2 separate regions of the Mus musculus genome follow, and region 2 is linked to region 1. Evidence: chromatin contacts called from public promoter capture Hi-C data. All regions are on one chromosome and are shown on one strand. The core of a region is the stretch at or near the end of the contact, and the rest is flanking DNA. Distances in the headings are between cores, read along the strand shown. Region 1 holds the start of AU022754 (expressed sequence AU022754). Region 2 holds the start of Gtse1 (G two S phase expressed protein 1).

Region 1 (7,123 bases), core at 3,361-5,860:
GGCAATTTATCAAGACTGTGGCCGCGGGGAGGGGAGGGGGTGGTGCAGGGAGCGGGAAGGCGGCTGCCGCCTCTGGCCGCGTTAGGCGACCCCGGACGTGGCCCGCGTGTTAAGGAGGGGGCGGGGGAGGGGAGGAGAAGGAGAGGGAGCGCTGGCTCTGAGGTTTAATCAGTAGCATCCAGCTTCAATTCCCCCAAACGGCGGTTCCATAAATCAAACTTCTTTTTAAATCGGAGGCCAGAGCATATGCGTCCCATTAGGAATCGGGCGAAGCCACCGCTGTGCGGACGCGCCCCCTCGACTCGCAGGGCGGACTCGGGCCCTGCCCGGAGCTTCCCCGTAGCCTGGTGGGCGATGCTCCGCATACTCTCTAGACCTTGATTACCTGCGCGCACATTGTGCTCCCTCCTCGCCTCCTGGAGAGGCGTCTAGCAGAGGAGAGGTCAAGGCCTCCCGGTGTGGAAGGACAGCACAAGTGGCCACAAGACTTCGGAGAACAACCTGGGCACGCTGTCTGGTGGGGCGCAGCATGCACGTGTCTGCCAGTGTATGCGCTGGAAAGTGAGTGTGTGCCTGTAGCTCTCCTTAGTGTGGCAAGGCCATGCGTGCCGCGTGGGTTAATACGGCCTAGGGAGAGGGTCTCTGGATGGTCCAGGATTACGCTGAGACGCGACTGGCTAGCTCTGACACTCGCGCTCAGTGCACATAGCCTAATTTGCAAAGGCAGTCAGACCGCTCTTCGGCCACCTTTTCTCCGACCCCTAAGCTAAAATTTCTCGTTGTCACAGCTGTCCCTCAGGTGATCTACCTCGGCGGCTTAGGCCAGCAAAGTGACCCAAAGGCCCCCAGTTTCTTTGCGCGCAGGGCATCCAGCACCCCACCGGGGACCATCTTTCCACCTCCCCACTCCCTCCTTCAGCAGTGGTAGCCAGGGGCTCTCCTCCCTCCCACCCTGCCCGCCACCCGCGGCACTCACAGGTAACTGCCGCTGGACAGAAGGAGAAAGATCTGCGGGCAATAGACGGAGACCAGCGCGCTGCGCGGCGACAGGAGGAGCATGGTGGGCTGGCGCGCCTGGCTGGGCTGGGCAGGCCCCACCCGCAGGGCTCCTGCGCCAACTGAGGCTGGGGTCTCCGCGGCCCTCCCTGATGCAGGGCAGCAGCGCTGGGCGCTAGGGGCCAGGGCTCGGGGACCGGGGGACAGTGCTCGCCCGTGTCTCGCTGCCAGGACCGCGCATCTTGCTGTATCTGGGGCAGTAACAGGCGCTGGGGCTGGAGTTCGGGGCAGGGGCCCGGAGGGGGGCAGTAAGCGCTCCTTAGTGGCTGTCTGGTCCTCTGTCCGTCTGTCGGTGCGAACCGGTTCTGTCGCTCACTCTGGCTCAAGTCTCCAAGTCTCCCAAAGCGCCGCAGCTGCCATTGGACAGGCCGCCCCTACATCCGCCTCCTCCGCGGGCGGGTTTTTTTTAAAGGGGAGGTTGACCAGAGTGTGCGGCGGGTGCCGCCCCCAGGGTTTGCCCAAGTTGCCTTGGCCGGGATACCCTCGCCACAACCTTTGGCGAGAAACACCGCTACGGAGAGCGCATCTCCGGGAGGCACTGCGCGGAGGCGTGTGCGCCTCTTAGGGGCTGTGCTCAGCAACGTGTGCTTCTGTATGCATGCGTGTGCTTGCATGTTTCTGCAGGAGCATGGGCGGTATGGGAGCCCGCAGGTGTGTGTGCACAGATGCCCCGTGTGTGCTGTCCCTCTGTCTACATGGAGCTTGGTTAGGGATGGTTGGGTGTGGGTCCCGCTCACTGCATCTGGGCCAACTCTATTCTGCACCTCTTCGGAGACACAGGCAGGGAAAGGCTTTCATCTCACAGGGCCATCACCTCTCGCTTTTACATCTCTAATCTTTTACTCTCTGAGGAACGTTTGTTTGTTGGCAAGGAGAAATTCTTCTAAAGAGCCTTCCCTTTTTTACTAATTTTTTTATATAGTCTAGAAACAGATTGGGGTCCCATCTCCTATTTCTGCTGAGCCCGGCTGTATCGGTATGTCTTTGTATAGAGGTATATGTCAGCTGGGGGAAGTCTCAGAGCAGGGAGGACAGCAGGAAAGGAGGAGCTGTGTGTGGTACAGTCGTGCTCCTAAAGACTAGATCCGCAGCTCCTGGACTTAGCACGGAGACTCCTGGGCATCCAGGAGTCAGAACCTCCCTATCCTTTGCCCCTTTGCCTCTCCCAACCACAAAAGCAGGAACAAGCCTAGCACAGGGCTGATCCTGGCACCTCAGTAACCTTGGCTGCTCCCCACTCCACCTTGGCCTCTCCTCCAGGACAGTAGCTCCATCCATAGCGGCCTTAGGTTAAGTGTTGTGACTCCCCAATGTCATTGTGCTTGGAAATTGCTGAGAACCAGAAGTACTCCTGTTTTTGGATTTTGAGAGCTGGATTCTGGTTCTTGCTAACACGAGAGGTGTGTGTGTGGGGGGGGGGGATAAATGCTCTGGTGGGATTTCTGGAGGTCCGGTCACACATACAGAAACATGGGGGAGGGGCAAGTTCTGGGGCCTCCATCACAAAATAGTCCCTCCCCCCAAAACTATCCAGAGGAGTCCCCAGAATGGCTCCCACACCTTGGACCTCACAACCATTGGCAATGAGAAAGGCTTCACTCGTAGGTGCCACCATATCCCACCACCTAAGGTCAGGGCAAAAGCCATCTGAACTAATCCCTCAGCACTCCCAAGGGGCATACTACCATGACCCTGTTCTTTTCAGATGACAGTGAGAGGGTGAGAGGCTGCTCCAGACACCTGCCAAAGAGATGGTGTTCATAGCACCGACCCATTTAGGTCCCATGGGAAGGCCCAGCTACCTTTCCTGCTCAACTGAGGGAACACACACACACACACACACACACACACACACAGAGAGAGAGAGAGAGAGAGAGAGAGAGAGAGAGAGAGAGAGAGAGAGAGAGATTCCCTGATTTTTGGGATTTTTTTTTAACTCAAGAAGAGGGGTGGGGGGGCAGCTTATGGAGGAAGACAAATTCTCCCTTGGGGCTCTTGGGCAGAGGAAAGCTTGCTTAGTCCTACCAGATAGTGGTCACAGGCATCTAGGAGCCCAGGCTGGGCTAACAGAGACCCCCCTCTCTACTCAGGACTGACCACCAAGTTGTTCAGAGCACCACAGCCAAAAGCCTTCCCAGCCATGAAAGATGAGGTAAAGGCATGAAACCCAGGTACCACTCCAGGGAGTCCCCCAACCTCGGGCACCCAGGTCCTTCCGCTGACACTTTTTCCCATTTGATGATAAGAGGACTTTGCTGAGAAGAATGGTCAGCAATGGAAGCCAGGGCCGGTGCAGTCAAGCGCCCAACTCAAAGGCCTTGGCGCCAGAACCAGGTAGCTGGGATCTGCATGGATCCTCCTCCCAAAGGGCGGTGGGTCCCTTCACAGGCCCAGGAGATTCATTACAGGCTGCTGAGAGTCCAGGAAGCAGTGGCCTGCCCACCCTGCCCCCATCCCAGCAAGCTCAAAGCCCCGGCACCCCTCACCTTCATAAACAAACACCCAGGGACATAGCCTACCCTCACAAACCTACAATAAACACAACCACTCTCAGCCGCAGACACTCCCGCCCAGGTCTGCAGGAATAAGGAAGAGACTTTCAATCCTGCCTCTGAGGCCACCAGGTTTGGTCCCTACCCCTCTCTGGGCCTCAATTTCTTCACCTGTAAGATGGCGGAGGTGCAGAGAGCTGGGAAGGGTGCTGATCTTCAGCGACTGTTTCTACCTCTCGCCTGGAAAGTCGGTCTCCCAGGTACCGGAACCCGCCCCTCCTACAGGTCTGGTCACTGGCCTTCCTAGGGCCAAGATGAGGCTGGCCTCAGAGCGCCGGGCGACACATAGTAGGATCGCCGGGCAAGGCGGGCACAGATGTCCGCAGGTGCTCCGAGTGGGGGTGGGGGTCTGGTCCCGGCCGGCCCGCCAAGAGTGACTAACGCCCGCGAGGTGCGGTGCGCTCCGTTCGGTCACACTGCCCCTCCACCCCCAATCCGGGGAGGCCGAGACAGATTCCGTCTAAAGGAGATCGCGGCTCAACAGGTAAGGACTCGGCTGGGTTCAGGAATGTGGAAATACGACTCGGAGCAGCTACGGCGGCGAGCAGCGAGCGCGGCCCGCCTGGAGCCCGCCCGGCCGGCCGCGCCAGGGGGAGCTCGGTGAGAGGGGGCCGGGCGCAAGGCCCCGGGCGGGCGGGGGCGCGGGCCCGGGACGGAGCCCGAGGCTGCTGCGCCAGCCCCACGGCCCATCCCGAGCCAGCCGGACGAGTTGTCAAGGTAATTTCAACATGTCCGGGTGATGGATAGAGACGAAGGGCCGCGGCGGGTGCAAGGCCTGCGCGCTCGCGGCGAGTGCGCGCCCCGATCTCCCCCGCCGGGGATGCCCCACGCACCCCCCCCCCGGCCCGGCGCGCCCTCCCGGCGGCTAGCGCTCGGCCCGGGCTCGGCGCCCAGCGCAGCCCGGGGGAGGGAAGGCGCGTCCCACCCCCGGGGCCTGGAGCCCAAACAGGTGAAAGTACGCGCCCGGCACGCTCGCCGCTACCCGCGAGCCCCGCTGCGGCCGTCCGCGGACCGCGCTGTCCCTGCTGCGTATTGGCTCCGCGCCCCTCCGGAGGATCTCTGGCTCCGGGGGGGCTCGGTTGAGTCTCAACGAGGCTGGGTTGAGGGCCGGAGATACCAGCCAGCCTGGCCACTTCAAGAAACGCCCTCCCCCACCAACTCCTATCCCCAGGTCCGCTGGAGGAGGCTCTGGTGGCTGCCGGCTCCCCGTCTGCAGCCCCCCGCCCAGAGAAATACTCACCCGAGCTTCACGTAGAGGACGCCAAAGCAGAGAAACACGTAAAAGATCCACTTTCGAAAGTTTCTGTGCATGATCCAGGGAGGGGGGCTGCGCCATAGACAGCTGCGGCCGGAGGGGACGCGCGGGTGGGCAGGGGCCGGGCAGGAGCCAGGGAGCTGCGGTAGGACCACGCTCAGCCGGCGCTTCGGCTCGGGAGGCGGGCGACGCGTGGGCACCCGGCACGCGTTGCCACCATGGTGAGCCCAGGGCGCCGCAGCCGCCGCGTGCGCCCGGGGGAGTGACCCGGGCGGGGAACCGCGACCTCGGAGCCCAGCGGAGTGACCGTGGGACTCTGCGAGCGCAGGCCGGGGCCAGGAGCAGCGGGCGGGCGCTGCCTCCACTGGGCTTAGCCGCCTGGGGCCGTGCGCGCCTCGCGGTGCGCCGGGGCGGCCAATGTGTCCGCACTTGTCCGCCTCCCCAGGTGACTCGCGGCCCCGGCAAGCGAGCCGCGAGCAGGCGAGCGCGCCCCAGGTAGGAGGATCCGCCTCCCGCCCGCCCTCCTCGCTCGCAGCGCGCTCTCTCGCGCGCGCTCCCTGGCTCTCCCCTCCCTTTTCTCCTCCCTCCCCCGTGACACACGAACGCATCTAACCCCTCGCCCCCCCTCCCCAGGCCAGCTCCCTTCCGATCGCCCTCCCAGGACTGCGTGGGAAGAGGGGAGGGAGGGGAGAGGGTGCGGCTCCAAAGAGACACCTGCGCTCCTCAGAGACAGTGAAGGTGGGGGTAGGGGCGGGGGCTAAGAAACTACCCGCTCAGGGCTTGGTGGTCACTTGGTTTCCAGTTTCTAGTTAAAGAGAGAGAGACCACCCACCACCATCTCCTTTCTATGTGCAGACATCTTTCCCCTAGACGTTACCTACGTGGGTGCTTCCAGGGCCACAACTCCGGATCAGGCATTGTTACCTGCCCAACAAACTCGGGGAAAACTCGTTCCAGTGCCCGGCACTGCAGAGCGCAAGCAGAGCGTGGGACTTGAGACTGGTAGACACACCAGCCTGCCCAGCATTAAAAGTGGCACCATGACAGAGAGACTCAGAAAGGCATCCTTGGAGAGTCCCAGTCTGAGGATTCTGTCTCACTCTGCAGGCCTGTCCGATGCGGGCGGGTGTCAGATCTGATTCTTGTTGAACCGCTAAAGTGGGAAGTCAGACTGGCCTAGGTGCCTGGCACATCCTGTGGTGTGTCTCGCTTGATCCTATCCTGGATAAATGGGTGACAGGGACACTGCCTGTCACAGCTAGGTCTGTCTTAGCACAGCGGACCAGCTAGTAACCAGACACATGGTGGGTGGGTGGGGGGTGTGTGCCAGGTTTTCAAGCGTCTACAGCCCCGGACAGCAGCATCAAATGGCGCCCTTATGACAAGGGGATGAACTCGGAGGGCGCTCGTCTTTAAACTGGCCAACACCCAATTGCCTGGTGTGGAAATGAGGAGGGGTATGAGGGGGCGCTGTCCTCAGCCCGGAACCTCGAGCTCAAAAGCTACCGTCCCTGCCCCTAATCCCCTCTTAATCTCTCCAAATCCTCTGAACTTTTGCCACGACCCGACCCGGGAGAGAGAGAGTCGCTCCTGAACCCCAGGTCCAGAAGCCGGCAGGTGCAGCTGTGCAGATCGTTTTGAGTTGGAGGACTCTTTAGAAAGGAGAATTTGGACATCACAAGCAGGGAAACTAAGGCACAGATGTCAAACGGTAGTTGCAGTCCCACACCACTGTCCCCTGAAACCAAGAACTCTGGATGTCGCACAACTTGGTAGGCAGGGAGCTGAGCTGGGCCAGGTGGCTGGGAGCAAGCAGAACAGCCTGGTAGCTTGGCAGGTGGATGCTGCCATCCCGTGGCGACAGGGAGCAACGCTTGCCACAAGAGCTGGACTTGAAATGGTTAGGGATTCCTCACTTTGCCTTGGAGTCTGGGGGCTATTCCACCGTCCCCACCAACAACCCCTGTCTTGGGGTCTGTTAGTGAGACAAAATATTTATGTGGCTGCATCGGGGCTGGAATAGCAACAGCATCCACGCGTGCCTCCTCCTCCCTGCAAACAAACAAACAAACAAACAAACACCAAACAATCCTGGGGTCTTAAGATTCCTAGCCCATCTCCAGACCTGTCAGATCGGGAGGCCCAAGATAGGGTTGGCCTTGGGATTCTCTAGGAGGGTTATGTCAGAGAAAAGTGGGTAATTCTATTGGTAGATGGGACCCGACCTGCTTCTAGGCCTTAGTTTCCCCAAAACAGAATG
Region 2 (6,605 bases), core at 1,299-3,798, 280 kb after region 1:
AATGCCTTCTGCCTCCCTGGGGGACTTGGTGGTGCCAACTGGAGCTTCTCTTTAGACTTCACTTGGGAGTAAATCTTGAGGGATGTGGCTTCCTTGGCTAGCTCCGATTCTGCTCCTGAGAGTGGGTGTGAGACCCTCAGCTGTCTTAGTCGGGGTTCTATTGCTGTGAAGAGACGCCATGACCAAGGCAACTCTTACAAAGGAAAACCTTTATTTGGGGCTGGCTGACAGTTTCAGAGGTTCCGTCCATTATCATCATGGTGGGAAGCGTGGCGGCATCCAGGCAGGCATGGTGCAGGAGGAGCTGAGAGTTCTGCATCTTGAGCTACAGGCATCCAAAAGGAGACCATCTTCTTGCAGCCAGCAGGAGGGTCCCTTCTGCACTGGGTGGAGCTAGGCCCTCAAAGTCTGCCCCCACAGTGACACTCTTCCTCCAACAAGTACACACCTCCTAATACTTGTCACTCCCTAGGAGGCAGAGGCAGGCGGATTTCTGAGTTCAAGGCCAGCCTGGTCTACAAAGTGAGTTCCAGGACAGTCAGGGCTATACAGAGAAATCCTGTCTCGAAAAAACCAAAAAAAAAAAAAAAAACCAAAAAACAAACAAACAAACAAACAAAAAAAAAAAACAAAAACCAACTTGTCGCTCCCTATGAGCCAAGTGTTGAGTCCATGGGGACCAAACCTATTCAAACCACTACACCAGCTTAGGGCTGCTCTGCTGTGGCAAATAACCAGATAAGTGACATAGCCATCACGAGGTTTAAGCCCATCTCCTGCTTCTGTGACAGGGACATCCCTCCTGGAAGTTGATGCAGTTCCTACTTAAGTAGGGACTGATGGGCAGGTGGGAGTGGGGAGTGGGTTGGAGGTCTCCAAACCAGATCTTTGCTTAGCCTGCTCAGAGTCCCTGCAGTCTGCTGAGGACTGGACAGGTTTTGGGCATTCATTAAAACAATTGGTCCCGTTGACTACCCTCTCCTATGGGAACCTCTGAGCAGCTCCCAAGTGCCAGGTTTGGGTTGCGTCCTAGGGAGATGGGCTTCTCTAATCTTAGCTGGATGAGGCAGCAAGTCAAGAAATTGTGTAATCGCCATAGGATTTGAAGAGGTACTGTCTCCATATCAGGGAGCCTGGGGACAGGTGCCAAGGGGGAACCTCCTCATTAGTCCTCATTATGTATATGATTCCAAATAATACATGATTCAGCCAGAAGCGGAGTCTTGCTCTCTGTCTCTTTCAGAAAGCCTTCCACCCTGCCTGTGGGCTGGTGACAGTGCCTTCTCTTTGCCCCATAGCCCTTGGCACTTGCCCTTGCTATTGAACCACTTTGTGCTGTGATCTCTGGTATTCAATGGCTTCCATTGAATGCCTTGTCTGTAAAAGCTGGTATGTGTAGGCTTTCATGAAAGAAGGCATGCATCTGCCAGGGACAGGCGACTGATCTTAAAGGGAAATGTGTATGCGTCTGGAGAGATGGCTCCATGGCTGAGCACTTGCCGTTCTTCCAGATGACCAGAGATCAGTACCTAGCGCCCACGTAGAGCCTGTAAATCTAGCCTCAAGGGACCTGACACTCTCTTCTGGCCTCTGTAGGCACTTGCATACCTGTACATACGCACACGTCGGCAAAAAAAATAAAATAAAAATATTTTTAAAGCCAAGAGAAAATGTAAATAGCAGTGAGTTACTATGGGTATGCTTTCCTGAACATCTACTATGACCTGATATGATACAAAGAGAAGTGTTGGTGAACTTTACTGCCCAGTGGATAGCCCCAGGGATGCAGGGATTTCATGCACAGGAGCTAAAGGCTTGGACCACAGATGTGACTGCCACCGTGGTCTTGCGCCCCCCCCTCCCGCCCCCGGTGTGAATCAGAAAAGCCTGGCCCTTAAAATTCCAGATACACAGAACCGGTCACCATCCCCAGCCGGTGGGAACCTTGGGTCCGACGAAGCCAGCTTGCCTACTAGTGAGCCAGACCTGGCCGATGTGTAGAGACGACATCCAGACTTGATGGCCTTCTTGATGGCTATCCAGGCCAACCCTGGACTTCCTTGAACCAACAGACCTTGAAGCCAGTTTCCTGCTCATTGCTATCCAAAGGCATCTAACATATTGGCAGCAAAGAAGTGCTAAGACCGGCTCTGTCACTCTTCTGCATTTGAGGGAAAAGGGAGGGCCTGCACACCAGAGTACAGGAGAGAGGCCTTAGGCTGCAGAGAGTACCCGGACGCATGAGAAATACTGGAGATACCAGGACAAGCACCGGAGAGAGTCGGGACAAATTCCTTCCTAGCTGCCTGACCATCTCCTATGCCCCACCATCACCGCCTCGGTCCCTTTTGCTAGCACAGCCACAGGCGGAACGCTTAAATCCTTTCTGTGTCTCCGGAGGAGGAGAGTCATGGGAACTTCCGGTGGGAGTTTCCTGCGCCCAGCGGAGCCAATCCGTGGCTTGGAGTCTTGGGCATTGGTCTTGTACATCAGCACTCTGACTACATTTCCCAGGCTGCACCGAGAGCGTCTCCTGTTTAAACAGGCCAATCGGCGGCCGGCGGAGCCGGGCGCCGCGTTTAAACCGGTGCCGGAGACCCAGCTGGATTTTATGCCTTCCCGGTCAGAGGCGAGGGGTAAGGAGTGGTCGTAGCGCTGGTCCCGGAGAGTGGGGAACCGGGTCCCGAGCCGCAGAGATCCGGGGAGGACGGGCTGCGGTGCCAGCTCTGCAGCTCAGAGCCGGAAATCCGTTACCCCGCCTCGGGGCGCACAGTCTGGGAAACCGGGAGCAAGTTGGGGCTTGCCTCTGACTTGCCTAATTCTCCCGTCCCCTTGCTTCCTGCAGCGAACTCTGTGGAAGGAGGAGACGGCCGCGACGTGCCTTCGGCCAACCAGTGGAGAGAGAGGTGAAGATGGATGCTGGTAGTAAAAAAGAAGGTAAGTCCTTTCTGTTCGTAAGGCTGTTCTGGAGTGTATTCCTTTTCACCCCAAACAAAATAGAGAGGGCTACAACAGATCAAAGAAACGAAGTCTGGATTGATAAGCAAATAAATTTAACTGAAGTTACTTACAAGGACATTAGCAATTCATAGCTCCACCACCAAAGAAGCCCCTACAACATCCCCACCCACTTTTTAAAACCACTTATGTAATCTTAAGAGGGGCCTCCCCCCACTTCCAGAAGGGCTTTAAGTGGGGGTCTTAATCTTGTGAGGGTCTCCTGTGGTTAATCACAGTTGCTGTGCTATCAAAATGGCAACAGCTTTCTCTTGCACTGAGCGCAGAGTCCCTCACTCCACCCATTCCCCTGTGGTTCATTCTTTTCTCCTCCACTGACTTACTTTGTTTGCTTTTCCTTTCTTGCTTGTTTTTTTGAGCCCTCACTTTGTAACCCGGAACTCACTCTGTAGTCCAGGCTGGCCTTGAATTCATCGAGAGCCACCTTCGGAAGCCTTCTGAGTGCTGGCAAATTCTTTGAAAAGCAAGACTTGCTACGTGGTGGCTGCACACGCCTTTAATGCCCCAACTGCAGAGGCAGGCAGATCTCTTGAGTTTTATTTCAAGGCTAGCCTAGCCTGGTCGACAGAGTGAGTTCCAGAACAGTTAGTTCTCTTTGTAAACCTACACAGTGAAACCCTGTCTAAAAGAGGGGAGGAGGAATCTTTACGATGACTTGGTTTGTGTGTGTGTGTGTGTGTGTGTGTGTGTGTATGTGTATGTGTGTGTTTGGGGGTGGTAACCAAGGTGTGCAAGCACCTGAGGGTCCCAGGGCTTGAACTCAGGTCATCAGATGTGGTGGGAAGTAACTTTGCTCCCCTGAGTCTTAGAGGGTTGATGTGGGTTTACAATTATTTTCTCCCTTTTAGGGCTGAGCACTGGGCCTTTGCACCCTATCAGGTTATGTATCCTCTTTGACACCTTAGGAGACTGCTTAACACAGTGATGCCCATTATAAGAAGCACCTCTAATGACCTAGGCTGGCAGCCCAGTCCAGTAATTTATGAGCATAAACATAAAGGTTTAGAATGCAACTTAACCAGGCTGTAACGTGCATCCTTAATGAAGCCTATGACCTTCCTCCACCTTAGGATTTTGTCCTGAATTATGTAGGTTCCCTCCGGTGAAGCAGACCTTTAAGTACTACTGGGAAGTGGCTGGTCTGTGAGAGAGAGCTGAATAAATCCACAGTTGGTTCAACCAAGGCTATGCTAGGAATGTGGATAGGCAGAGCAAAATTTTTGTTGGTGGTTTTGGTTTAGGTTTTGGGGTTTTTTTTGTTTTTGTTTTTTGTTTTGTTTTCTTTTTTGTTTTGTTTTTTTGGAAAGGGACCCGAGGAGCAGTGGTGCTCCACAGATACTCGTTGGTCTCTACTGTGAGTTTGAACCATCTTTGAACTCATCGCTGATAGATGTCTCATAATTGAATTCCAGGCTAGCTAAAGTAGTTGATCTTTAGAAAATAGCCTGTGCCTGAAGGTGACTTAGCCTTCTTGGAAACCCTAGATTCTATCATAGAGGTAAGGTTCTGTGTTTTGATGGTGGATCAGTGCACTCAGAGTGGCTCCTGGAACTTGAGAGTGGAAATGGGAAATAAGAAGGACTTGAGGTGCCCATGACAATTGATTGAATTCAGGCAACAATCTATTACTTTACTGAGAGATTCATAGCAACTGTGAAACCAGTGCTTTCCTGTTTTATGTTACCCTAAAATAACTGAACTTTTTCTCCCCATCCCCACCCCAGACTTTCTTCTTTTGGAAGATGAAAAATTTGACTTCGATCTTTCCTTGTCTTCTTCAAGGTAAACATGCGTTTTCTTCCCTAACCCCTGGTATAGACAGGTTCATCAAAGCCCCTCGCCTAGATGCTGGTGTGATTTCAGCCCTGATAATCTTTTTCTTTAAACGCAGCACAAATGAAGATGATGAAGTCTTTTTTGGGCCTGTTGGACATAAAGAAAGATGCATTGCTGCCAGTTTGGACTTAAACCGCCGGGTTCCTGGGCAGCCTCTTGCCCCGGGCTCTGGTAGCCCTTGCACCTTGAGCCCTCTCACTGGGGAGAAGTTTGTGGAGGTGTACAAAGAAGCCCACTTACTGGCCTTACAGATAGAAAGTCACAGCCGAAGAGAGGTGGCCCAGGCTGCCACGCCCCAAAATCCTGTGAACCAGGGCAAGGAAACGTTTGTGCAGGACTCACAGTTAAAAGTAAGCCTCTTTGAGAAAGAACAGAAGAGAGACAGAAGTCCCATGTCACTTAAAAGAGAGACATTCTGCCTGCCATCCTCGAGGGTGCAACCGCCCATGGGGGAGCCCCAGCTCCTGGCTTCTCCAGGCCTGCTCAGCTCCCCTGTCTCAGCAGGCCCTGCTCAGACCCAGAGCAACCAGGGTCTGCCCTGTTCCTCTCAGCCGTTGCCAAGAGAATCAAGTACCTCCCAGCCTCCAAGTCAGGCTGGGCCTCAAAAGAGGATCACCAGCAAGCTCCAGCCACCTCGGGCTTTGCCTGTGAGAGGAAGAAACCTTCACCTGGCTACAGAGAAGGTAAACCCAGGCATAGTACAGTTGCGATGTACACAGCCTCCTTGCCTCTCTTCAGCCCATGCCCTGCCAGGGAAGCCTCTCGGGAGGGGCAGCGCTCTGAGCACTGGAAAGCCCAGAATAGAACCAGAATCTGGACAGCGAAGGCAGCAGTGATGGGGAGCTGCCCGGCCGGGCCCCTCTGGGGAGCACTGCCCCTCACATTGGGCTCTGGCTGTTCTCTATGGCTGGGACTTTATACTTCTTCTGCCCGGGTATTACATGAATGTCAGGGAAATGGCAGTTGACCAGTTGTGGGAAACTCAGGGCCCTGGAGGCCTAGTTGGGGGTAGGTAGAAAGGCAGATGTCAGAGATAACTTACTTCCAGGTTTGCAGAGGAGGGGGACGGAGGTCTCCCGAGAGGAAACACAGAGTAAAGGCTCGCTAGAGTGTAGGGCCAAGCAGCCCCATAGCAGCCTCATTTGTACTGAGGGTACAGTTAAAGGAATGACGGTGAGGTGGTGGGAAGGTGAAGCCCTGCACGGCCCCTCTCCCCATCTGTGAGCCCTCTCCTGACCACATCTGACACCAAGACACCCTGGGTGGGATTGCTAGCAGCACGTGGATATGGAACAGAATTTGTGTGTGATCCATGCATGGCTGTGGGTCACAGCACATGCAGGATACCAGGCAGGATTGTAGTGTCATCAACCAGCTTAACACGAGGTTTTCACAACCGCAGAATTGCCAACAAATGGAGCCAGCCCAGATGCCCATTAACCGATGAACAGATAGCTAAAACGACACATCCGATAGTGGCATAGGTTTTTTTAGTAAAAGAATGACAGTATCACTGAGTCTGTCCCAGGGGGGAGCTTCGGGTCACAGGAAGCGCTACAAGGGGAGCATTGCTGTTGGCCTCACACTGAAGCGACTGCTTGCACCGCCTTCCTTCTCGACATCCTTGCTGCGTGTGCACGAGGAGAAGGTCCTGATGCCCTTGCATCACTATGTCAGGGCTTTGCTCTGGGCTTGCAGGCCAGAGAGTATAGGCTTGTTTGTTTGTTTTCGAGACAGGGTTCCACTATGTA

What was found. Capture Hi-C pulls out chosen DNA fragments and counts their contacts.
Region 2: a contact with region 1 is called in a promoter capture Hi-C map of liver. The contact joins the promoter of Gtse1 here to the promoter of AU022754 in region 1. A contact is called at or near these places in 4 of 39 promoter capture datasets (the 3T3-L1 cell line, hippocampal neurons and liver), 38 of 484 Hi-C or Micro-C datasets (the C2C12 cell line, CD4 T cells, the G1E-ER4 cell line and 22 more), 13 of 115 datasets of contacts at active chromatin or transcription factors (astrocytes, cardiomyocytes, craniofacial prominence and 9 more) and 4 of 9 other capture datasets (adipose tissue, liver, macrophages and 1 more).

The regions. Positions count from the first base shown.
Region 1 is chr15:85,576,532-85,583,654 of GRCm38.p6, forward strand. It overlaps AU022754 (expressed sequence AU022754), which reads left to right and starts at 4,611. Exons shown (of 5, transcript NR_040433.1): 1 at 4,611-4,886; 2 at 5,719-7,123. Wnt7b (wingless-type MMTV integration site family, member 7B) reads right to left here and starts at 5,290. Exons shown (of 4, transcript NM_009528.3): 1 at 4,849-5,290. The coding sequence starts at 4,919.
Region 2 is chr15:85,857,159-85,863,763 of GRCm38.p6, forward strand. It overlaps Gtse1 (G two S phase expressed protein 1), which reads left to right and starts at 2,549. Exons shown (of 12, transcript NM_001168672.1): 1 at 2,549-2,636; 2 at 2,846-2,937; 3 at 4,743-4,800; 4 at 4,910-5,537. The coding sequence starts at 2,913. It overlaps Ttc38 (tetratricopeptide repeat domain 38), which reads left to right. Exons shown (of 14, transcript NM_001033337.4): 14 at 1-1,664.